3 separate regions of the Mus musculus genome follow, and regions 1 and 2 are each linked to region 3. Evidence: chromatin contacts called from public HiChIP or PLAC-seq data. All regions are on one chromosome and are shown on one strand. Each heading gives the region's core, a stretch centred on a gene start, on an enhancer-like site or on the middle of the called end of the contact. The rest is flanking DNA. Distances are from core to core; before and after follow the strand shown.

Evidence for each region. HiChIP or PLAC-seq counts read pairs in DNA pulled down with a chosen protein or histone mark.
Region 1: an H3K4me3 HiChIP or PLAC-seq map of embryonic limb bud shows a contact between it and region 3, with 2.7 times the contacts expected there. The contact joins the enhancer-like site here to the promoter of Mrm3 in region 3. A contact is called at or near these places in 2 of 39 promoter capture datasets (liver and neutrophils), 1 of 484 Hi-C or Micro-C datasets (pro-B cells), 6 of 115 datasets of contacts at active chromatin or transcription factors (the 230-238 cell line, embryonic limb bud, embryonic stem cells and 1 more) and 1 of 9 other capture datasets (liver).
Region 2: a contact with region 3 is called in an H3K4me3 HiChIP or PLAC-seq map of neural progenitor cells, with 5 times the contacts expected there. The contact joins the enhancer-like site here to the promoter of Mrm3 in region 3. A contact is called at or near these places in 3 of 39 promoter capture datasets (the 3T3-L1 cell line, cranial neural crest and trophoblast stem cells), 5 of 115 datasets of contacts at active chromatin or transcription factors (craniofacial prominence, embryonic limb bud, embryonic stem cells and 2 more) and 2 of 9 other capture datasets (embryonic stem cells and liver).

The regions. Positions count from the first base shown.
Region 1 is chr11:76,524,842-76,527,886 of GRCm38.p6, reverse strand. The region is part of intron 1 of Abr (active BCR-related gene); the gene reads left to right. Among named protein-coding and RNA genes, the nearest start is that of Abr, 45 kb to the left of the region's middle. Within about 2 kb of position 1,641, at least 13 of the 459 cell types and tissues checked have an H3K27ac peak or open chromatin away from gene starts, as enhancers often do. A contact at or near this core is called in embryonic limb bud, where this site is marked.
Region 2 is chr11:75,810,486-75,813,425 of GRCm38.p6, reverse strand. All of the region lies in intron 1 of Gm12339 (predicted gene 12339), which reads right to left. Among named protein-coding and RNA genes, the nearest start is that of Doc2b, 16 kb to the right of the region's middle. Within about 2 kb of position 1,330, at least 112 of the 459 cell types and tissues checked have an H3K27ac peak or open chromatin away from gene starts, as enhancers often do. A contact at or near this core is called in liver and neural progenitor cells, where this site is marked.
Region 3 is chr11:76,241,970-76,244,990 of GRCm38.p6, reverse strand. Mrm3 (mitochondrial rRNA methyltransferase 3) reads right to left here and starts at 1,255. Exons shown (of 4, transcript NM_183263.5): 1 at 905-1,255; 2 at 468-712. The coding sequence starts at 1,218. Glod4 (glyoxalase domain containing 4) reads left to right here and starts at 1,292. Exons shown (of 9, transcript NM_026029.3): 1 at 1,292-1,436. The coding sequence starts at 1,347.

The sequences.
Region 1 (3,045 bases), core at 392-2,891, 280 kb before region 3:
TTTTCTTTTGTAAAATAAATATGTTTTATTCAGGCATGGTAGTACACACCTTTAATCCCATCACTTGAGAGGCAAGAGGAACTCTGTAAGTTCCAAGCTAGCCAGAGTTATAATAGTGAGACCATGTCTTTGAAATAAAAAAGTATTTTACTTTTTCGGTAGTATGATATACATGTATATGCCCTTTAAATTTGCCGTTATTTTAAGTGCACAGTTCTGTGGGCTTAAATACATTCATGATTGTATGACCACCGTGTGTGACTGTCCCAGGCTCTTCTCATTCTGCAGTGATATTGCCCCACTCGTCAGCAACACCCACTCCCTCTCCCAGCCCCAGCAACTCCTGTTTATACTTTCATTTCTACAATGGGGTACCACACTTATTTATTTTTGTGACCAGCTTATTTCATATAGCATAATATCCTCAGGGTTCATTAGGACTATACCATGGGCTTGAATTTCTTTGCATCTTGATGTGGAAGATACTCCATTGCTTATAGGTGCCACGTTTGTTTATCCCTTCACTCCTGGGGACCTTGTGTTGCTCCCACCTTTTGGGTCTTGTAATAATGTTCTTGTGGACTCCCTTCATATGGGCTATCCTTGGATTTTACTTGGTGCTGGGGCTGTGGACCTGGCCTTGGGGGTAATGGTAGAGAGCAGGAGAGTCATAGCCACGTGGAGGGCCTGGCCTGTGCAGCTGAGGCATGAGAATCAGAGAGTTCAAGGCCAGCCAGGGCTACATAGCTTCTGGGTAGCCTGATCTATGTAAATCCCATCGCAACAAAACAAACAAAGCAAACTCAAGATTTGAGGGCTCCTGGAACCAGCACCTTCTGAAGGACGACGTTCCAGATTCCCAGAACAACGTGTTGAGTTTCTTGTTTTACCAGCAGGAGGGTGTCTGTGAGCTGGCATAGGAAGAAGGAAAGTATGGGCGTGGCATCTGTGAGCCTGGGATTGGCCAGATGATCACATAGAAGAGCTGGATTCCTCTGTTAGTGTTCTTGGTTATGTTATAGGACCAGGCTAACCCTTGAAGCCCTGACTTACCACAGGCAAGGCTGCCTCTTGCTTACAGGTCCATTGCAGGTAAGCAGGTTAGTTGGGGACCATCCTGGATGGCGCTATGGCCTCCAAGGCCCACGGCCTCAGTGGATGAGGAAGAGTGATTGTACATGGTTTCTCTCTGCCTCTCTGTCTAATGTCCACTTAAACTTTGGTGGCCAGAAGTGCTCACAAGGCCTCGTCCAACTGCAGAACAGCTGGATAGGGTGGACCTTGGTGGATCCAGAAGGAGAGGAGAACGGGATATTGTTGAGTGCTGGACGTCATGTCCAACATGACACCTGTGAGAAGGAAGAAGGCCCCCAAGCTTGCCTTGTGGCCAGGGTGGTCCTGGCATGTGAGTGTGTGCCACTGGGCTGAGCTTTCTTACTGCCATTGTCTCATGGAATACTCACAATGAAATTATCATTCCATTACACTGTTGAGGAATCCACAGATCCAGGCCACAGCCTCAACCACAGCCACCTGCCCCAAGGTGATGGCTATGGTTGCTGGCAAGTGCTCACTTATGCTGGAGCTGACCAGAGTAGTGGATGTTAGAGGTGGGTGGGGAACCCATGTGTGTCCACTTGTGCATAAGGAGATGGGCTTGGCTGTTCCTGGGCTCAGATTTCACCTGGCTTTGCCTCTATAGCCCCAGAAAGTAATACTGTTGTAAATTTTAATGAGTTCTCTTTGAAGCAGTAAAATCACTGCTGTTCTGTAGCCGAAAGAGGGCATGGGGACCTCTTTTAGTTCTGCTAGTAAAAAAAAAAAAAAAAAAAAGCTTTCTGAAGTGCTGGTAACTGAATCCAGGTGTTCATGTATGCTAGGCATATGTTCTGCCACTGAGCCACATCCTCAGCTTCAACGGTGGAGTTCTTTTAAGGTTTGGGGGGGGGGGGCTCTGGATGGAGAGCCAGCAGCTGGGACGGAATGCCATAGATAGAGTGAGGTCTCCCAGCCACATTGAGTAGAGTGCCTGGGTTGTGTGAGGTGTGCAGGAGTGTACAAGTTGGGAGTGCCTTTGTCCACTTCTGTAGGGTAGTATGGAAGTGGGGAGCCATATGCCCTTGGGGATTCTGGAACTGGTGGCTGCCAACCCATAGCATCACTCTGGATCTCTCACTGACTCCTCTAAGCCTCACGATACTTTTCTCTGAGCTGCCTGCCCCTTACTGCTTCTCAGCACTGGATTGAAAATCATTTAATGTTTCATGAATACCCTAAGGACTCATAAAGGCATTTATGGGAGAGGGCTCTGAGGAGGCCATTGCAGGCAGGTGATAAGAGCCTTTGGATTTGAAGATCATTATCATGATGGTCATCCCTGTCAGACCTCCTGGCTGCTCCCCCTTTTGTGGCTTTGTGGCTGAACATTTCCTACTGAGGACAAGGAAAGACAGAAAGGAGCCTTAAATGAACCCAGTCCAGGTTCCTTACTTGTTATCACCCCCAGGATGGTCCTGAGGGATGTTAGCTCTGACAAAGGTTAGAATTTCTGAAGATTGGTCAGAGCAACCTCCTGGACCCTACACCTTAAATAGCCAAATCAGTTGTTCTGAGGAGAGCTTAGAAAGCGTCTTAGGGACCGGTGTCAGTCAGCCAGCCAGCCAGCAGCTTTCCTGTACATGTGCTATGTGAATTCTGTTCTCCGTGCCTGAGTAACGGCTTGCAGACCAAAGCCATCTTTGCCCTCTAGTCTCCTGCCACCTAGTGGACAAACCAGAACATACCATTCAGAACGTGCCAATGGAAGCAGACCAACAACACTGTACACAGACCGTTTATTGTTGTTACTTTGGTCTCGTTGACCAAGTGATTTATTGTCTGGGAAATGTCCTCCTTATCGAGTGTCTCTCATTGTTCTCCAGGATATAATAAACACCCCAGTGACAGATGAAGAAGTGGAGGTGCCAAGAGAACGAACAACTTGCAGAAAACATAGAACTAGAACCTGGCCTTTCAAAGCCCTGGCTTGGCCTCAGTCTCATTAAG
Region 2 (2,940 bases), core at 81-2,580, 430 kb after region 3:
GACTGCAGGTCACGGGCGGAAGCCATGGCCCCAGTCAGGACAGCTCACACATGGCTCTTTTCCCCAGCTCCGAGAATGACTCAACGTCAGACAAGTAACTTAACCTCTCAGAGCTCAGCTTTCCAGAAATAACAATAGTGAGGGCGACGTGAAGTAACCCATGACACACACTCAGGGTGGTGCACAGGAATGGCAGCTGTTGGGCTGCCCAGCCTCGACACCCTCTCCATCTGTGCCTGCTCCCATAAGCAGAGGGCACAGAACAACTGTTGGGGCCCAGTGCACCACAGCTGGAGGTGCCGGGCACTGCAGCGGGAATAGGAATTGAATGCAGGACCCTGAGAACACTTAGGACACCAGGCCTGTCTCAGAAGGACAGCTCAGAGTCATACAAAGCATTCATTCTGGGGGACTCAGCCTGACCCCCTGCCTCTCCCCAGCTGCTATGCACCTAAGCGGTTTCTCTAATCTCTAAGGCTTTCAAATAATTGGAAGTTATTATTTCCCTCACCCATCTGGATTTTGTTTGGTTTTATGATTCCCTTTTTAAAACTATTTATATATATTTGTATTTTGTGTGTGTGTGTGTGTGTGTGTGTGTGAGAGAGAGAGAGAGAGAGAGAGACAGACAGACAGACAGACAGACAGACAGAGACAGAGTGAGAGAAAGAGAGAGAGATACCACTATGACAGACAGAGAACAAGTTGCCGGAGTCTGTTGGCTCCTTCTACCACATGGGATTTGGAGATCAGGTTTGGCAGCAATACTCTTTCTCTGCTGAGCCATCTCACCAGCTCCTCTGGTTGCTTTTTAGGTTGTTTTATTGAAGAACACCTCTTTCTTTTTGTGCTGAGATTGTGCCCAAGGTCTTGTATGCACTCAGCCCTGAGCTGCACCCCAGGCCTTCTTAGGAAGCTTTCAAGGATGAACAAGGAACACTATTTTTCCAGTGAATATGTGTCTTGTAAATTTTGAGTTCTTTTCCAAGGTGCTTTGGAAGGAAGGAGGCCTCTGTACACACACACACACACACACACACACACACACACAAGCCCCAGGGAGGTGGAGTCTCAGCAAGCTCCTAAATGGAAGCACCAGAGGCCAGGAGCAGAGGGCTTCGCTGCTCTTCAGAAGCCAAGACCCCTGGGGAGGCCAGGACACTGGTGGATCAGAAATAATCAGGCCTGGCCAGGCCACTGCCCTCTGTGCTTGCAGCAAGGCCACATGCTGCAGGCTGCACCGAGCTCCTTCTGAAGCTAGCTCTGACTGCTTACAGGCCTTGATTCCTTCATTCCCAGCAATTGGCTGGCTTCCCGGGGCTGGAGCGGCCTTGAAGTTGACTGCTAGATAAGAAAAAGAGCTTTGCTCACTTTTGTTGTTGACTCAATCCAGTCAGAGCCAATAGCATGAAGACTTCAAACCTCCAAGGAAGTCTCCCTCAGCTGTGTTGTGTGGGCAAATTCAGGGCTGGATTACAGAGGCAAATGAAGTCCCAGCCATACTGAGTCTCCCAGGGAGAGCTGGATTGCAGAGGTGAGGTCCCAGCCATACTGAGTCTCCCAGGGAGAGCTGGATTGCAGAGGTGAGGTCCCAGCCATACTGAGTCCCAGGGCTGGATTGCAGAGGGGAGGTCCTAGCCATACTGAGTCCCAGGGCTGGATTGCTCACACTTTACCTTGTCAACTAACAGCTGGTGAGATGGCACAGTGGGTAAAGACTCTTGCCACCAAGCCCAAAGACCTCAATTGATTCCCCAGAACCCAAAACTCACATGGTTGTAATAGAGAATAGATTCCTAAAAGTTGTCCTCTGACTTTCACATGTTCCCAAGTATGCTGTGCACACATAACAAACTGACTTTTAAAAGTTAACTTGCGGGCTGGAGAGATGGCTCAGTGGTTAAGAGCACCGACTGCTTTTCCAGAGGTCCTGAGTTCAAATCCCAGCGACCACATGGTGGCTCACAGCCATCTGTAATGAGATAAGACGCCCTCTTCTGGTGCACCTGAAGACAGCTACAGTGTACTTATGTATAATAATAAATAAATCTTTAAAAAAAAAAGAAAGAAATGTAATTTAAAAAAAAAGTTAACTTGCCAACTAAGAATATAAAAATACCTACCAGGTGTGGTGAAACAGACCTATAATCTCATGATTTGAGAAGTCAGGCAGGAAAACCTTGAGTTCAAAGTCAGCCTGGGATGCATAGTAAAGACCTTGTCTAAAAACAGGTGGGGAGAGAAGAATATAAAACCATAACTATATATAAAGCCAATCTCATTTCAGGGAAAAGGGGATCAATTTGTGAAAACGGCTGTCTTAGTCTCTAATGTGCTCCACTTTCCTATGCTTTTGCACCTGCATCTGGGTCGAGTGACAAGGTCTCATCAGAACCCTGTCAGCTTGGCCCAACCTCCCTGGGCAGAACCGTGCCTTGGGAACCAGATGCCGGAATTCCTGGGTTCCAGGCTTGGGATAACCCATTGCCCAGTCTGGGCAAAATCCCTGTCCATACACAGCCTGGTTTTGAACCTACTCTTTCTGGAACAGGATGCTGTAGATGTCTCTGTGCCTCAGTTTCCCTCATCCTGGCATGTGCAGCAATCACTACGCTTACCCCCCATGGACTCTAGGGCAGACTGTGTGTGCTCACTCCATGCCTGAGGTTGCATTTCAGCTCGGCCCCTCCAGCCTTCTGCAGCTCTGCGGAGTTCAGAGTCCACTGATAGGACTGGGTGGAAATGTGCAGGCCAGCTGAAGAGTTGCTGGATCCCATTTCTGAGAGTGTAGAACCAGCCAGTCCTGAGATCATGCCAAACTCTGCTTCCAAAGCACCTGAGCAGAAGCTGGGACCTTGAGGCCCAGCCCCACAGATGGAAGGCACCCTTCATGTAAAGACTCTATCAGAGCTCCACCAGAGGACCCCATCACCTACTTAC
Region 3 (3,021 bases), core at 6-2,505:
TCTGCCTGCCTCTGCCTTCCAAATTCTGGAATTTTAAAGGCTTGCATTACTCCTGGCTCATAAAATGTTTTTAACATTCCATAAAACAAACAAACAAACAACAACTGGGCTTTTTTTTTTTTTTTCATGCCTCCTCAGCAGGAAGGAGGTGCAAACAGGAATGTCAGGGGTCGAAGCTATCCATAGCTACATACAGAATGTGAAGCCTGCCTGAACTACAATTGTCAAAAACAAGCAAAAGCCCCACAATTAAGTATGAATGAGAAATTGGTTCAGTTGCCAGTAAAATACCATCAAAACATAGAGGCCTGAGAAGTCCTATTTCTTTTTAGACGTTAGTCAATAAAAATTTAAACTTGATTTAAATAAAATTCGTTACCTTAAGACAAGTATGAACAAGAAAGTCTAGGATACTACACTTGTATGAAATAGAAATCCCAGATATTGGCACACTGTATATCACTGACCCATTATTCCTTGTGGCGTTACTAGGTCTGACCAATCCTTGATGTCCTCAAATTTCACCTTAATGAGGCTGACGTCTTTCAGCTTGTCTACCGGCAACTCCTTGACGTACTCCAGACGGCTAAAAAAGAACGCTTTGGGCACAGCTCCAGCCTTGAGAGCATCTGCAATCAGCCTGCGACCTTCCAGTAGGATCTTCCCTTGCTTTTCCCGAAAAGGCCTGGACTTAACTATTGTCATCACACTGCTGTGGGTGCAAACAGAGAGGGGATGATTATCAACGCTCTTGGCATGGAGGGATACATGAAGTTCTAACAGACACGCACAAGCCTCAAAAGACGACATTTATTTTGCACCGTCGAAACAGTAAGAGCCAGAAGCTTCACAGTGAAGCAAGAAAAGAAACGGGAGCAGATGACAAGTCTCAAAAACATATCACCTTAGCCTCCTGTCCCCGGGAAAGGCCTTATCGTAGCGAAGCCCTGCCTCTTCCCAGGTGTGAGGGGTCTGGGATGGGGATGTCTCAAGAGGCTGTTTCTGTCGCTGTCCCTGGGAACTGGCCTTAGGGACCGCCTTGCGAGGCTGCTGGTCAGGAGCGCGCTTCCGTTCCTCCACCTGTCCCGAGGGAGACAACACTCTCACCGGGCTACGCCGCAGCGCCCGGACCCAGCGCCGAGCGTTGAGGTCCCGAGTCTGGACCACCCGCAGCAATGATCCCAGGGAGCACCACATGCCCTTCGCCGGCGCTGCCATCTTTCCCCTGGCGCGCGCTACCTCACCCGAGCGCGCGGTCGAGTGTTAGTGACGTCACCCGACGATCCTTCCCGGTTTGGTGGGCGGGGTGTCCCTCTGCCTGGAACTCGGTTTTCGTGTTGGGAGCCATGGCCACTCGTCGAGCTCTGCACTTCGTTTTCAAAGTGAAGAACCGCTTCCAGACAGTGCATTTCTTTCGAGATGTCCTGGGGATGCAGGTGCAGACCGGGACCGAGCGGGGCTAGCGCGAGACCCCGATGGGCGGCCGGGCCGCACCAGGGGAGGGAAGACGCCGTGGGCGCGCGGCCACCCCAGCCGCCAGGCCCTAGACTCCGCGTTGCCACGCCGGTGTTTTCAGCTTTTGCGAGCCCCCCTCTTTCGGGTTGGGAAGCCTTTGAAAGGGGACTCACCTACCAGCTGTGTTGTCTACGCACGTTCACCTACAGCCCTTCTCAAATATTTTTTACACTCCTGGCTTGGGGAGCCTGCTGTCTATAGTGAAGGAGCGTTGATAGGCAAAACGTTATTTTAAAAAGCCCCTTCCAGTTCACGACAGAGCGGTCTCCTGGTTTGAAAGGTTTGGGTGTGATCAGCAAATTTCGGCTTCCATCAGAGCTGCGGATTTGAAATTTAGGCTCTGGGAGGGGGACCCATGGCTTTGCGCATGCTAAACAAGCACTCCGCCATCGGATTCCGCGAACAAGCCCTGTCCGAGCAAGTTTGAACGGTCTCTTTCGTAGGTGCTCATGATCTGTGGCTCTGTTCTAAACAGCCCAGATGTAAGTATGAGGTCAGAATCAAGTCGCCTTCCTAGTACCTGGAAACAGTCTGAGAAGCTGTGATTCTAAGGGGGTCACTTAGCTGAAAGTGTAGCGGAAAGGTTTATTGAGCTCTTTGGTAAGCCAGGGAGGTAGGAGCACACCAGTGCAGAATTTATTTATTTATTTTTAACAGACTTGTAGCAGTCCAAGTCTAGCTGGGTGTAGAGATGGTACAGGAGGTAAGGACTGTAAAGGAAGTTGCACAAATCAGTCAACACAGGTTAGTCATAAAAATATCTGCTGTGTAGGGGCTGGAGACATGGCTCAACTTTTAAGAATGATTGCTCTTCTTCCAGAGGGTGTAAGATGGGTTCCAGGTGTTGGATGGCTCACAACCATCTGTAACTACAACTCCCAGGGAATCTGACCTGTGGCAGGCAGGCAGATAGACACACACACACACACACACACACACTCCTGGTGTTTGAAGGTACCATGGTAAGGTTAGGTATAGACTAAATGACTCTGGCATTTGTTCCCAATTAGAGCACATGATGTAGGAAATATTAGATTTATACCTACCAGTCAGAGTTTAGTGATACTACATGTCATTATTCTATTTCTTCATTGATCAAAAGATTGTTGTTAAGATTAAACATGTTACCTTTTAGGTGGTAACTGACTCACAGGTAGTTTGTGTTCTGTAAAGTAATAGCTACTTTTATGTTAAAAATGCAAAAGGAGAGATTTACCAACCTAGGCTCTCAGGAAATAATTCATGAGAACCTTGCATAAATTGACCCTGAAAAGGAACATTTCCACGTACCAGGGTTAGAGGGGAAAGTTATTCAAGAAGGCCTGGATAGGTGATGTGGAGATATTTGGAAAATGACACTGATTTTATGTGCATTTGGCTAGGTGAAGAGATTGGGGTGTGAGAAGGTACAGGTTGGGTTCGTCTCTGGTGTTGTCTTGAATGCTATGCATGCAAAGCAATTTGGATTTTATGCTAAAGTAAAGGGGAGCCTGTGATACCACCAGA